Regions from separate parts of the Mus musculus genome. Here region 1 is linked to region 2. A link is a contact called in public promoter capture Hi-C data. All regions are on one chromosome and are shown on one strand. The core of a region is the stretch at or near the end of the contact, and the rest is flanking DNA. Distances in the headings are between cores, read along the strand shown. Region 1 overlaps Ikbkb (inhibitor of kappaB kinase beta). Region 2 overlaps Slc20a2 (solute carrier family 20, member 2).

The links. Capture Hi-C pulls out chosen DNA fragments and counts their contacts.
Region 1: a promoter capture Hi-C map of adipose tissue shows a contact between it and region 2. The contact joins two enhancer-like sites. A contact is called at or near these places in 2 of 39 promoter capture datasets (erythroid cells and pre-B cells), 1 of 484 Hi-C or Micro-C datasets (liver), 1 of 115 datasets of contacts at active chromatin or transcription factors (bone marrow-derived macrophages) and 3 of 9 other capture datasets (adipose tissue, liver and pancreatic islet).

What each region holds. Positions count from the first base shown.
Region 1 is chr8:22,695,002-22,702,330 of GRCm38.p6, forward strand. Ikbkb (inhibitor of kappaB kinase beta) reads right to left here. Exons shown (of 22, transcript NM_001159774.1): 3 at 162-256. Among named protein-coding and RNA genes, the nearest start is that of Ikbkb, 7.9 kb to the right of the region's middle. Within about 2 kb of position 3,155, at least 38 of the 459 cell types and tissues checked have an H3K27ac peak or open chromatin away from gene starts, as enhancers often do. A contact at or near this core is called in adipose tissue and bone marrow-derived macrophages, where this site is marked.
Region 2 is chr8:22,487,984-22,494,469 of GRCm38.p6, forward strand. The region is part of intron 1 of Slc20a2 (solute carrier family 20, member 2); the gene reads left to right. Among named protein-coding and RNA genes, the nearest start is that of Smim19, 14 kb to the left of the region's middle. Within about 2 kb of position 3,553, at least 87 of the 459 cell types and tissues checked have an H3K27ac peak or open chromatin away from gene starts, as enhancers often do. A contact at or near this core is called in adipose tissue and bone marrow-derived macrophages, where this site is marked.

The DNA.
Region 1 (7,329 bases), core at 1,905-4,404, 210 kb after region 2:
TACTCCTCTAGAAGCCTCCAGGACAGCGACCTATCTAAATAATGTGGGCACTGTGCTGACAGAAGACACTGCGGGGCTCTTTTCTATGCTATTCATTCCCGGGTCACAGGGCTGTGGAAATGACCCCTCCCCCGCCCCCGCTGTGGGCCCAGGCCCCTCACCTTCTCATGATCTGGATTTCGAGGCACCAGCGGTCTCTGTTCTTTGGGCTGAGCTCCTGTCGGCATTGCTTGATGGCGATCTGTTCACCTGTCGCCTACAGAGAGGGCACGCTGGACGTCAGAGCGATGGACAACCAGACCTATGACCACCGCAGAACCCCAGTGCCATACAGGCATCCTGCAGAACACCTGGACACCTGGCTGGCCTGCCTGTCTGTCTGTCTGTCTGCCCTCCTCACCACCCCCACATCACAGTTTGCCCATCTTCCCGCTGCATCTATCCATCGAGGGGGCACAAATTCTTCACATCTTGCTCTGTCGCTGCCTCCTCCACACCCCTGCCCCCCTGTAGCACACCCCTGTCCGGGGCTTCTACTTCTCTCTGCACACGCTAACTGTTGCCGTGGTAATAATGCCAGGTTAAGCCATCCAGCGCTGCTGGTGATTGGCCTGTTTCACATATAAAAGTGGCGCTTCCGTGTGATTGATTCAACTACTGGCCCAGTGAGTGTCTCCCTTGTTTCATGTAAGAGGTTTTTTGTTTTTTCCTTTCTCTTTGGAGAGAAGACAAACATAGTGTAGTCAATGAGACACAGAACAGCTCAGGTTCCAACTCTCTTTCACCAGCTGTGTATCCTTGGAGCAAACTACATACAGACTGTGTCTTCACTTATGCAACAGGAATACTGACCTGCCACAGCTCAGGGCTGTAATGAGGACAGAGATGTAGCTATATCATACAGATAGAAAGCCCATAGCAAGTGCCTGACAATTCACAAGAGCACAGTCCTGAGAGTATGGCATATACTCTTCCAAAGCCTGCTTTCATTATTTATTTACATCCTTATTTACTGTAGAATGGTCTAATGGATCCAAGCCTAGACTGATATTCACTATGGCTACAAGGATGACACTGGATTTCTGATCCTCCTGACGCATCTTACCATATGCTAAGATTACAGGTGTGCATGGACCACCACGCCCACTTTATATGGCGCTGGGGATCAAACCTAGGGCTTTGTGAACACTGGATAAGCACTCTACCAACCAAATTACACCCTTAACCACACTGTGTGGGTTTTTTACTGAAAGAGTCAGTATTTTGTGACTTATGACTGGCTCCTGAGGTTAACAGGCATCTCTTTGCTGGTACAAAAAGGAGACCATGGGAACACGTAGGAGAGGAGGGTTCTGAGCTGTGGGTTGGGCAGTGGCAGCAGAGAGAAGCCCTGGTGTCAGGTGTCCTGGAACCACCAGGGCAGCCTCGACTTTGGACAGTAGTATCAGCGTCCCTGTTCACGGTGACGCCACTGAGAACAGCTAGGGATAAAGCCTCCCAACAGAGCTTACTGCGGTGTTTTGCACGGTATAAAAAATACCTGTAGCAAGAACAGGAAGGCAGAAGTTCATCCATGGAGAGCATGCTCTATTCTGTCTGGAGAGCTCTCATCTGGGAACTCAGCAAGGGCTTCCCCAGGGGATTTCTGATGGATGGCGTAAGCACCTATCTGAGGAAGCTTCAGTATTCGCTGCCAGTTGGACTACTCCTGATCGCTCTCTCTGGATGGTGTAGGCGCCTATCTTGAAGCTGCTCTGCTGTTTACCTGTCTACTGTTGGCTATTTAGCTGTTGGCTATTTATTTTTTCATTTCTGCTTGCTACAAACTTAAAAACAAAAACAAAAAACACTTCACATATTCAAAACTGATGGTGGGTTATTTTCCATACAAAACAAGATTTCTGCTTCTATAGGTAAAAGGCAAAAGACTAAAACCTCTAAAGACCTTTAAAATCAACTTTAATCAGCACAGATAATACTGTTGGCCCCATGAAAGAAGTCCTAGAGGCCCCATAGACCATTTCCGCACTTGTACATTCTATAAAAAGAATCCTAAAACTTTAAAGTGTGTGATTCGTACAGTAATGAGTTAAACCAACACGCACAGGACCCTGGCAAGACAAGCAGGCGGCTGTCATCAGCATCCGACAGGATCACTGCCTCACGGTCACCCAAAACTCCTGCTGCTGCTTGGGAAACGCTGGTAAGAGAACGCTCCAAACACCAGGAGGAGTTATCTAATGTGATCAATGATTAAGAAATCCACCCTGAAATGGATGATTAAGACTGACAACTTCAGAAATGAGGGTGGTCATCACCATTCTAATGCCGGAGCACAAATATAACAAAACCTCTAAAATGTTCTCAGGATGTGTTTTTAATCGAGAACTACTGCTTAAGCTGTCTAAGATGCACTTACGTCCATGCCTAGTTTTCTGGTCTATTCTAAGTATACAACCAAAATCACAGCTGATGCTGGAGCAGGGTCTCCACCCACAAACCCCACCCACTTCCCATCGTCCCTGGCGTCTTTACAACCCCTAGACAACACACATCTACTTTCTGTCTGTGTGGATTTACATGCTCTGGACATTCCGTGTAAAACAAGTCACATGTGTGAAATTTTACACAGACGCTCTCGCTTAAAGCCACAGTTCACTCACACTGCGGCTACGGGTCCACTCTTGTGACCTCAACAGCCTCCTCATGGCCGCCCACGGGAGGAGGTATCATTAACTGGGGTCTGCCCCACCATCATTCTCTCCTTTTCTTTGTCTGTTAGAATCCTGGTTTTGGGGAGTGGGTGGGTAGGGGAGTGGGGGTGGGTGGGTATGGGGGACTTTTGGTATAGCATTGGAAATGTAAATGAGCTAAATACCTAATAAAAATGAAAAAAAAAAAAAAAGAATCCTGGTTTTGGCCTGGATTCTGAGGCTCTCTCTGAAGAGCTGATTTCCTTTCCACACTATATCCACTATGGCTGCTGAACACAGCAGAACCCAGGGAGAAGTCCATCTCTGGTCTTCAAGAGTGAGCGACCATACTAGAAAAACATTCCTCTAATGGACGGACATTCTCAGAAGCCACAGCCTGGAAAACACCGTGCTTCGAGATCTTGAGCTTCCAACGAGTCTCCCTCCTCTCAAGCCGACTGGAACCGTCCTCAGTTTCACTTCCTGTCAGTGCTGGGACTCAAATATTTTCTTGCCCAGTTCTAGGGTGGATTCGTCAACAGCAAACCCCACTGATGTTGAATGCTGAGGTTAGAGTGTTGAAACGTAATTACTTTTGTAACAGCATTGAGAGGTGGGGCTGCGGAGAAGCTGATGGGGTTGCAGGCAGCCACGGTGAGATGCTATCATGTAGAGACCTTTGTGACGGCACAGTGGAAGACATGTCTTTAAGTGAGAGAAAGTGCCTGTCTGAAATGACCAGAGCCTTGATCTCTGCCTTACAAGTCAATCAGCCTAACACCCCGCCCAGGCTCATATAGGCAACCTTAATTAAGCCCAATGGGTCACACATACCTGCAAGATACGAAGGTAGGGGGATGTGAGAACAAGAAGGGTTTTAGTGAAGAGGGATAAGAGAGGGTAATGGGATGAACATGATCCAAAAATATTATGTACATGTACAAAATTGTCAAAGAACACATTAATAATATATTTAAGAGAAACACGGCCACCTAAGAAAAATCTATATTAAATTATTTCTCAAATGGTTGGAAGGTGAGTTTTATTCACTTGAGTAAAGGTTATTATTACCATTAAAAATAGATTACCAAGACTCAAGAACTCTACACTGGCCTTTAGTCAGAGCCTAGACTTGTGGAAAACAGGGTTCTGCAGAGGCGTGGAAGCGGGTCCGGGCAGGGGCAAGCTCGCTGCAGAAGATCTCTGGTCCAGACACTCCTATAGCTAGTATGCTGGTGGTTCTGTGGTTACATGAAGATGTTACAGTTCTGCTATGCTACCCGAGGATGAAAGAGTCCATGCTCGGAGACTAAAGAGTCTGCACACATCTAACTTTAACACACAGAGCAGTGAGTTGTTTTCTTGTTCAATTGTAATGAATTAGCCACAGGCCCAGTTGCTTAAAACAACATGAATACATCTTTTAGTTCACAAGTCTGCATATCACAGGTCTGCGGTGAGTTTTCCCTTGTCAATAGTCACGTTGTCAGCAGAGCTGTGCTCACTTCTACCAGCTTTGGGACATCACCCATGACCTCTCGCAGTCCAAGCCCCGGCATCTCCCATGGCTTAGGCACCTCATCCTCAAACCCACCAACGTCAGGTTGGATCTTTCTCCCCTAGTCTTAGCTCCACACTGATTCTCCTTGCCTCCTTTCCAACCTTTCAGGACCCAGTGTGACACTGTGCCTGCCCATCTAAAGCTAGGACGATCTACCAATCTAAGGCCAGCTGGACCGGCAACCTGGATTCTTCCTTGCCGTGTAATGTCAAAGATTCAGGAGAGTAAGGTATGGATGCCCGTGGGAAAGGCGGATGCTCTCTACAAACAACACAACAAATCCTCAGACCCACTGTGATTTAGGGAACTCGGTCTGATGTGCATTGAGTAACTGTAATCTCTTGCCCAATGTCAGAGCATAAGACGCAGTTGTTAGCTGGCTCAACCCAGAAGCCAAGATAACCTATATCATGAAGACTGACAGGAAGAGTGAAGATATGAGAACAGCCTTCAACCTCCAAACTTAGACTTAGCTAACAGAGACTAGAACTGCCTGTGTCAGCTTAGCTTAGCCCTATTGCAGGGGACTCCTAGCTTCTAGGGCTTAGGGATGTCTGAGATAGAGACAAACCTTTCCTCACTCAGTTGTCTATTATTTTCGTTCATGAACTATGAACACCGGGAATGTGTTCATCGGCAGAAAAATTCACACATCAGAAGATGACTGCATTTTGCCCAGGATCCCCAGATCAAGAATAGGAGTTTGGAAAGCCAGCCTGGGCCTGAATTCTCTCTGTGTGCTGGGTAAGTTTGTATTCTTGGTCAATCTGATATAAGCTAGAGTCTTATCTGGGAATCTTAACAGAAGAATTGTCCGCATCTAATTGTCTACAGGGAAGCTTGTGGGGCATTCTCCTGATTAACAATTGAGAAGGGAGGCCCCCAGCGGCTCGCCCCTGGGCAGCTGATCCTGGGATTTATAAGAAACACCAGCAAACTATAGAAAGCAAGGCAGTAAGCAGCGCTTCTCTGTTACCATCTCTGCTTCAGTTCCTGCCTCCAGGTTCCTGCCTTGGCTTCCCTTCAGGAGGAACATGGTTCCTGCATTGGCTTCCCTTCAGGAGGGACATATAAGCCAGATAACCCTTCCCTCCCCAAGCTGGGTTTGGTCATAGTGTCTAGGACAGCAACAGAAACCAAACTAGGAGTATCTATCTCCAACTTGCTAATAAGTAGACTCCTTAAAATAGAATACAATTTAAAAACTATCCTTATTCTCAATAAAAGGGAAAGTAGATTTTGTCTATATAGAACATAGCAGATTTTTAGAGGTCCTTAGAGTTTGTTATTCTTTGCCTTTTACACAAGAACACAAATCTTGTGTATGTCTGTGTATTATAAAGCCCAAAGAAGGTGACTGCACACAAGGGTGCCAGAAAGCCAGTTTATAAAAAAACAACAACATCAACAACACAACAGAACAAGTGGGGTCACCCAACTCCTTGTGGTTGGCTTCCTATGATCCAGGGAAAATGCAAAAACAAACAAACAAAACCCCTCACAGAACTCCTCTTAGAACTTCATTCCAGAAAACCCAATCGCTTATTACCATTCAACCAGCAACACTGTCATACAGAGACAATGAGCCATCCGGCCTTTTCAGATCCTGCTCCACAACATCAACATTTCAGGGAAAACAGGTGTGTGTGTGTGTGAGTGTGTGTGTGTGTGAGTGTGTGTGTCTGAGTGTGTGTGAGTTTATGTGTGTGTGTGTGTGAGTGTATGTGTGTGTGTATGTGTGTGTGTGTGAGTGTGTGTGTGTATGTATGTGTGTGTGTATGAGTGTGTGTGAGTGTATGTGTGTGAGTGTGTGTGTGTGTGAGTGTGTGTGTGTGTGTGAGTGTGTGTGTGTGAGTGTGTGTGTGTGTGTGAGTGTGTGTGTGTGTGTGTGTGTGTGTGTGTGTGTGTGTGAGAGAGAGAGAGAGAGAGAGAGAGAGAAACTGGGCCCAGAAGGATTACATGGATGGGACCCAGGCTGGGGAGTCCAAAGGTACAGATGCACCAGCCGCCACCGGTGTTGCTCAACCCTACTCAGAGATGTTGCTTCCCAGTGATTGGCAGTTAACACGGAGGCCCACAACTGGTCAAAGCACAGAGGGTGGGAGGAGGTAAGATGCTCGACCCTAAAAGATACATCTGTATCATACCCCCTTCTTGCTAAGCTCAGGGATCATTCTGGAAAGATCCTAAGAGCTGGAGGTTCTGAGGGACTACAACAAAGCAGTGTTTCCCAGGGGAAAACAAGGAAGCTGCCCCGTATGAAGTCACAGCAGTTGTGACAGTGTACACGGGCCGAGAGCCACGGAAAACCCAAGCTTGGAGAGGAAGGCAGGCAGGAAGTCCCACCCCTAGCTAGCTAGCTAGCAGGAAGTCCCACCCCTAGCTAGCTAGGCTGCTAGTGGCAGTTTATAGTTGCTTAGAGAAGGATGGGTTCTCCTTAAGGGTGTGTTCTGTGGTAGGGTCAACCACACTTCAGTGGGAGGGGCACAAACTAGACTTTCTTCTTCTTCTTTTTTTAAGATGTAAAGGCGGATGGGCAAGGAAGTGAGGTGAAAGCTGGGGGGAGTGGGGAGGGAGGGGTAAATATGACCAAAATACACTGTACAAAACTCTCAAATGAGTACTTAAAAAGTAAAGGTCTGGGACACTCTACGATGCCACCGCTGCACCTAAGGTTCAGGGTCAGTCCAGAAGAGGTCTCGGAAAGAATTCGAGAGCCAGGGGGACGGGGGACGGGGGGGGGGGGGGGGGGGGGGGGGTTGCTATGGGAATGCCTCTCCTAGCAGTGTCAGAAGTTACATCGATAAAGTCCTGCTAACAAGACTGCTTAAGCATGAACTGATCAAGAACAAAAGTAATGGACATGCCAACGTGGACAGGGGAAAACCAGGAGGCCTCAAACCTACACAAATAAGTACAGGTAACCAAGGAACGCTCAGAATGGGAGACACACTCTAACTGGTTATCCAGTAACAAGTGGTCAGCCCTGAAAACATGTATATAAATAACCTTATACAGACTGGACAGGTTGTATTTATGTATTTAGGAACATATATATGTGTGTGTGTATAGCAG
Region 2 (6,486 bases), core at 2,303-4,802:
AAAAAAAAAATCTTATAGTGGAGGCTGTAGTGTGTCCCAGAGTACACCCTTTGGTCCACACTTCTTTGCTTACAAGTGTTCATTGCCGTGACTCCTTGGTCTGGTACAAGGCCTCTGGCTTCTGCTGCTTTATCAGTACTGGAACCTCACTGGGACTCTTCTAGAATATTCTGTTGTTACCCTGTGTCGTGGGAATCCTGCAGCTTTGGCTCTGTAGGACCAGCCCCTTCGTGCACTCCAATAGTTCCTCTATTGATGGGGTGAATGCTGGGGTTAGCCAACACAAAAGCCCTGGGACCCGGCCTGAGAGGTATCTGTAAGCATTTTATTTTGAAAGACTGCTGGTCTCCTTACAATTAACCTATGTCAGTTTGTAACTACACTGTAACATTCTGCAAATGCTTTGAACAATTGGCTCATTAGTTTCTTACATAAGAAAGTTTATAGATTGTGTGGTCTGCAATTCTAGTTGCTTTATAACAGAATCGTGGCTTATAGCTAGCTAGACTTTTATCTTAAATGCCAGGCACACCCCATTAATCCCAGCACTCAGGAGGCAGAGGCTGTTTGTGATAGCCAGGCCAGCCTGGTCTACATAGTGAGTTCCAGGTCAGCCAGGAACAAGACAAGACCCTGTCTCAAAATGAAAGAAAGGAAAAGGAGGGAAGGAGGGAGGGAGGGAGGGAGGGGAAAGGAAAGGGAAGACTTTGTTGTTATTAATTACAAAAGAAAATAGGTTTCATTATGATGTTTTTATACAGGCATAGAATGTACAGGAAATGCCCATGTGGAAATTAACATATGGTGGTGTTGAGCTATGAAGAACAACCCTATAATGTGGGATTCACCTCACTGAATAGTTTTCTGCCTGAGCCCTTTCTAACCACACTAGTGATTATTGGGTATCTCAGAGCTGAAGAAACTTTAATAGCCACTAGTGAAAAGTAGTCTCAAAGCTATAATTGGGCTGCTAACAAGGAATTTATATAAATATGCTATGTCATAGTTGAGTGGGGAAATTTAGTAAGTAAAGAATTATAATACATTGTAGTAAATGGCAAAATTTATTAAGCATGAGACAGAGAACATGGACTATTGAAACCTCAAAGCCACACCCAGCAACACACTTGCTCCAACAAGGCCACACCTAATCCTTCCCAAACAGTTCTGCCAACTGAGGATCAAGCATTCAAATATATTATTAGCCTTTGGAGGCAATTCTCATAAAAACTACCACATAGTTCTTTAGACTGGGGGGGGGGTGGTATTTAGAAACCTTATAGGAATGTGTGTGTGTGTGTGTGTATGTGTGTATATATATATATATATATATATATATATATATATATAGTGTAAATTCTAACTATGGTAATTTCTCTCTTTTCAACCTATATAAACTGGGCAAGTTATAAGACATTCAGCAGCCTTGGCTTCTTTATCTATGAAATGTTAATAATATCTAGTAGTGTTTATATAAATTAAATTTATTACTATATAAGATTCCAGTATGTCCTTGTTTTTTATTGTTTTTTAGTTTTTGAGACAGATTGGCCTTTGAACTCATAAGAGATCAGTGCAGGGATTAAAGGCACAACCCCACAACCCCACAACCCCAATAGCTTTTTACTTGGTAGGAGACATGAGAGTTTATTTGGAGTACAGCTTCAGGCTACAGTCAGTCTCTTATTGTGGGACTAACATTTTCCATTCTGAAAGTTAACGGTGACAAGTATAATATTCTTGCTTCATGCTTATTTATTTTCAGGGTTTAAAATATTTCATTCCATGTTTTTCTGGCTTTGTATGTATGTTGACATTTTCTCATGCCCCTTCTAGTGCTGGGCAAAAGTCTTTACTTTGTATTTTTAACCTCCTGACCGATGTATTGTGGAAAGCGTCTTCTCTGGTCATATCTATTTGTAGTTCTGTATGCCTCTGGTGTTTGGGGTGTCCAAATTGAATCTAGGTCCTCTGGAAGAGCAGCACTGATCATTAATTCTTTTCAAAACTACAACTGTGAATTCTTTTCAGACCTTTCAGCACTTCTGATTTTGGATTCTGTTGTAGGGGAGTCAGCCAGTTGTGCTTGGGTCATGGCTGATGGCTACGTCATAGTCTTTGAGTTATTTTGTCAGAGTTCACACTGAGGTTGAAATGAACTTGCTTTCAGGTTTGACTTTGCCTCCCAATTCCACTTGGATGCCTTGTTTCTTCTGAGTCTTTCTGGTGGGCTGTCTGCATGAAGTTCAGCCTTGGGGACTTGTGAGGATTAGAGTTGATTGTAAAGTAAAATCATTGAGGCGATCTGTATTAGGCAGGAACAGAACTTAAAGAATGAATAGATACGTGTTCATATACATTTACATATACGTGGTGGATTTATTAGAATGGATTAAAGGCTGTGGATTAGATGGTCCAGCTAGTCCATCCGTGGCTGTCTACCAACCGAAGGTATAAGAATCCAGTATTGTATGTCAGAATCCAGGGAAGGAATAGACTTGGCAGTGAGTACCAGCAGGTAGGCAAAGAACAAGCTGCTTCTTGCACACCCTTTCTATAGGCTACCCGCAGAAAGTGTGGCCCAGTTTAAAGCTGGCTCTTCCCACCTCAAAAGATCTGGACTAAAGGTGGGTCTTCCTATTTCAAATGATTTAATTAAGAAATCTGCTGAGCAGTAGTGGCACACACCTTTAATCCCAGCACTCAGGAGGTAGAGACAAGTGGGTATCTGAGTTCGAGACCAGCCTGGTTTACAGAGTTCCAGGACAGCCAGGCACAGAGAAAACCCTGTCTCAACCTCCCACCACCATCCCCCAGAAAAAAGGAAAGGAAAGGAAAGGGGGAGAGAGAGAGAGAGAGAGAGAGAGAGAGAGAGAGAGATATCTTTCATAGGCATATCTGCTTGCTTAGGTTTTAGTTACCTCCAGATATAGTAAGTTGTCAACCAAAAATATCCATCACAAGTCCATCCCTGTCACCTTGTCACACAATCATATCTCCTTAGATCATTTCTAATTTCCCAATGGAAATCATAACTGGGCCATAATTACACCTTACATATTATAGCTATCCCATCTATAATCACAAACATTATATATTTAAGCAAGTCATAATTATGCCTTACATAATATAACACTCATACAACCACGAATGCATTATAAATTTTAGAATAGATGGCAATATCCCTAAAGGGACATTCTTTTAGTGTCTCAGACTTAAATATGATAACCACTGATACTCTCTTAATTGATGTCACTACATGAAAAGGAAATCAAGGAAAGAAAACACAAATATCCATGCTAGTGCATTCTTGCCAAAATATGACAGAAATACTCATGTCAACTGTAAGCCTTGTTTCAGTAACTGGTCATGTGGCCTTAGCTGGTATTTATAACTATCTTCCTCTATTACCCATTCTGTATTTGATCCACCCTCAGCAAGCACTTAATTAAGCAGGTCTTGGGTTTTTTTCCCGGAGGAGTGACTCATACCTTCATTCCTGAAGGATCTGTTGCCCTTTGTCATCCTGACTGGGTTAGGATGTGGCAGTTTCCTGTTGACTAATACAGGACTTGGTAACACCAAGAGACTGCACTAAAAGATCTCCTGCATTCCAGATGTAGTCTTTCTTAACCTCCATTGTAATCTAATTTCCCCTGGCAATTTGGACCAGTCACTCCTCCTAACACAGTTATTCCTTTCTTAACTTATTAGCTTAAGGGCATCAGAAGCCCAAAGCGGCCTGGGGGGGTGAGTCTGAGCTTCCAGCTCAATGTGATGTGTGTTGTGACTCCATACAGGAGCATTTCCCTCTCTGGAACCAAAATGTCTAGATCAACAAAATTTAAGGTCATGGAAACAGGAAGCAAAACTTTTCCTAATGGATCACTAGGGGTGATCATGAGTGGAACCATTGCATTTTCCACCTCTTGGCCCTGTTAGGCCACTTGCTTCTGGATAGAAGCATTTGTTAATTCCATGTGCAATGGATTCCATGATCGTGGGCCCACTGTCGCACTTCTCAGGCTGTGAAGTGAGCTACTTGGCCAGAAGCAATGCTGTGTGGAAAACCATCACAATGGATACGGCATTTTTTAAGTCCTTGGACAGTAGTCTTGCAGAAACATGTTCAGGAAAGGCAAAACCACAAGCAGAGTAACTGTCTACTTGAGTAAGGCCAAAGTCAGCCTGCCACCAGGTCACTGGCAGGTCATCCCCAGGAATGATGCCATATATGGGGCTCAGTGTCATTCTCTGCTGTTGGCAGATCTGGCACTCACCAACAACTGTAGCCGAGTGGCAGTCCATGTTGTCCAGCCCATGTCTAATCCCCTCTGCCATCATGGCCCATTGGGCAATGACAGGAATGGCTGGCAAAAGAGACAGACCTGTCCACAGAACAGTTCATCCTGTCTACTTAGTTATTGGACTCTCCTCTGCTGGTCACTTTGATGAGCATTTTCATGGGACACAGGTATCTTCACATCCTTTGCCCATTTGCAGAAACCTGCCAACACTCCTTCCCCAGAAGTCCTTCTCACCAATCATACTTATTTCTCGTCCCTGATCATCCAGCCAGTCCATTGGCTTCAGCCCATGAACCAGTGAACAACTGTATTATCTCCCCTTGAGAATGAAATGCATGTCTGTGTGTACTGCCTGAAATTCTGCCCACTGTGTTTTTTTCAGGGTTGCCCCTGAAACAGGTTGCAGTGCTGCAACTCTCCACTTCTGGGTGGTGTCTGTAGAACATGCGGAACCATTGGTGAAGCGAGCCCCAGTCTTCTCTTCCAATCATAATGTGTACACCAAGAGGCTATAGGCACAGGCTTAGCAGCAGATGGCATTGTAACAGGAGTAGAAACCATAGGCATTTGAGCAACTTCTTCATGTAACTTGATTCTGCCTTCAGGACCTGCTCTGGCCTAATTATGTATATCCCACTTTCATTTGATAATGGATAGCTACTGTGTACATAGTACTTGATTTGGTGGATCAGAGAACACTTAGCTCGTGAAGGGCAGCCCAGGTCACATGATAACTTGGTGGCCTGTTATCAAACATTTAGTTTCCACTGAGGCCCAAGAGCAGGCCAAGAGCTGTCTGTTAAAGGGAGAATAATTGTCTGCAGATGATGGTAGAGCCTTGCTGCAAAATCCCAAAGGTCTTTTCTGTGATTCACCTACAGGGGCCTGCCAGAGGCTCCGAACAGCGTTCCTCTCTGCTACTGACACCTCAGGTATCATTGGGTCTGCTGGGTCATGTAGTCCAAGTGTTGGAGCAGCCTGCTTATCAGCTGGGACTTGTTGAAGAGCCTTCTCCTGTTCCTGGCTCCACTTAAACCTAACAGCTTTCCAAGTCACTTGGTATATGGGCTGGAGTAACACACTAAAGAATGTGCTATCTCCACAGTCTAAATCAGCCTACTAAAATACGTATCGTGCTTCTTTCCTGGTGGTGGGAGGGGTCAAATGCAATAACTTATCTTTCACATTAAAAGGAGTATCTTTGCGTATTCCATACTAACCAAGAATTTTATGGAGGTAGCTTGAGTTTTGGTTGTATTTATTTCATTCATATCTTCTGGATTACAAGTTACATGGTAACATATGAGTTGCCAACAAGCCTAGAGTGGTTGCTGTCTCCTGCTAACTCGATCCAATCAGCATAATGTCATCAATATAGTGGACCAATGTGATATTCTGTGGAAGAGACATGATCAAGATCTCTTCAAACTAAGTTATGACAGAGTGCTGGAGACTTGAAACAAACTTATACATTTCTCTAGAAGTGTGTCCGGTCTCAAAATATATATAAGTCAGGGTTCTCTAGAGGACTAACACACACACACACACACACACACACACACACACACACAAACAGAGAGAGAGAGAGAGAGAGAGAGAGAGAGAGAATATGAATATACGGCAATCTACCAACCTACCGATCTATATATCTGTTTATTTATTAGAATAGCTTATAGGCTAAAAAGATCTGGATTAAAGGTATATCTTAGCACCTCAGAAGATCCAGATTAAAAGTTGATCTCCCTGGTTGGAAGGTTGGCCCAGTGGTTAAGAGCACTGACTGTTCTTCCCGAGGTCCTGAGTTCAATTCCCAGCAACCACATGGTGGCTCACAACCATCTGTAATGGGATCCAATGCCTTCTTCTGGTGTGTCTGAAGACAGCTACAGTGTACTCATATACATAAAATAATAATTTTAAAAATTATTTTTAAAAAGTTGGTCTCCCCACTTCAAATGATTTAAGAAAACCCTCATACCTAGCAGCTTGGGTTTTAGTTAATTCTAGATGTAATCAAGTTGACAACTAAGAACAGCCGTCATAAGATTCCATCATGGCTAGGCTAGATGCCAAAAGCACCAAGAGCGAGCAGCACAGAGTACAAAGGTAACCAGATGGAGAAAAAACCTGGTCACATTTTGAATTGTGCGATTCTGCTGGAGCCAGGACTTGGACTGCC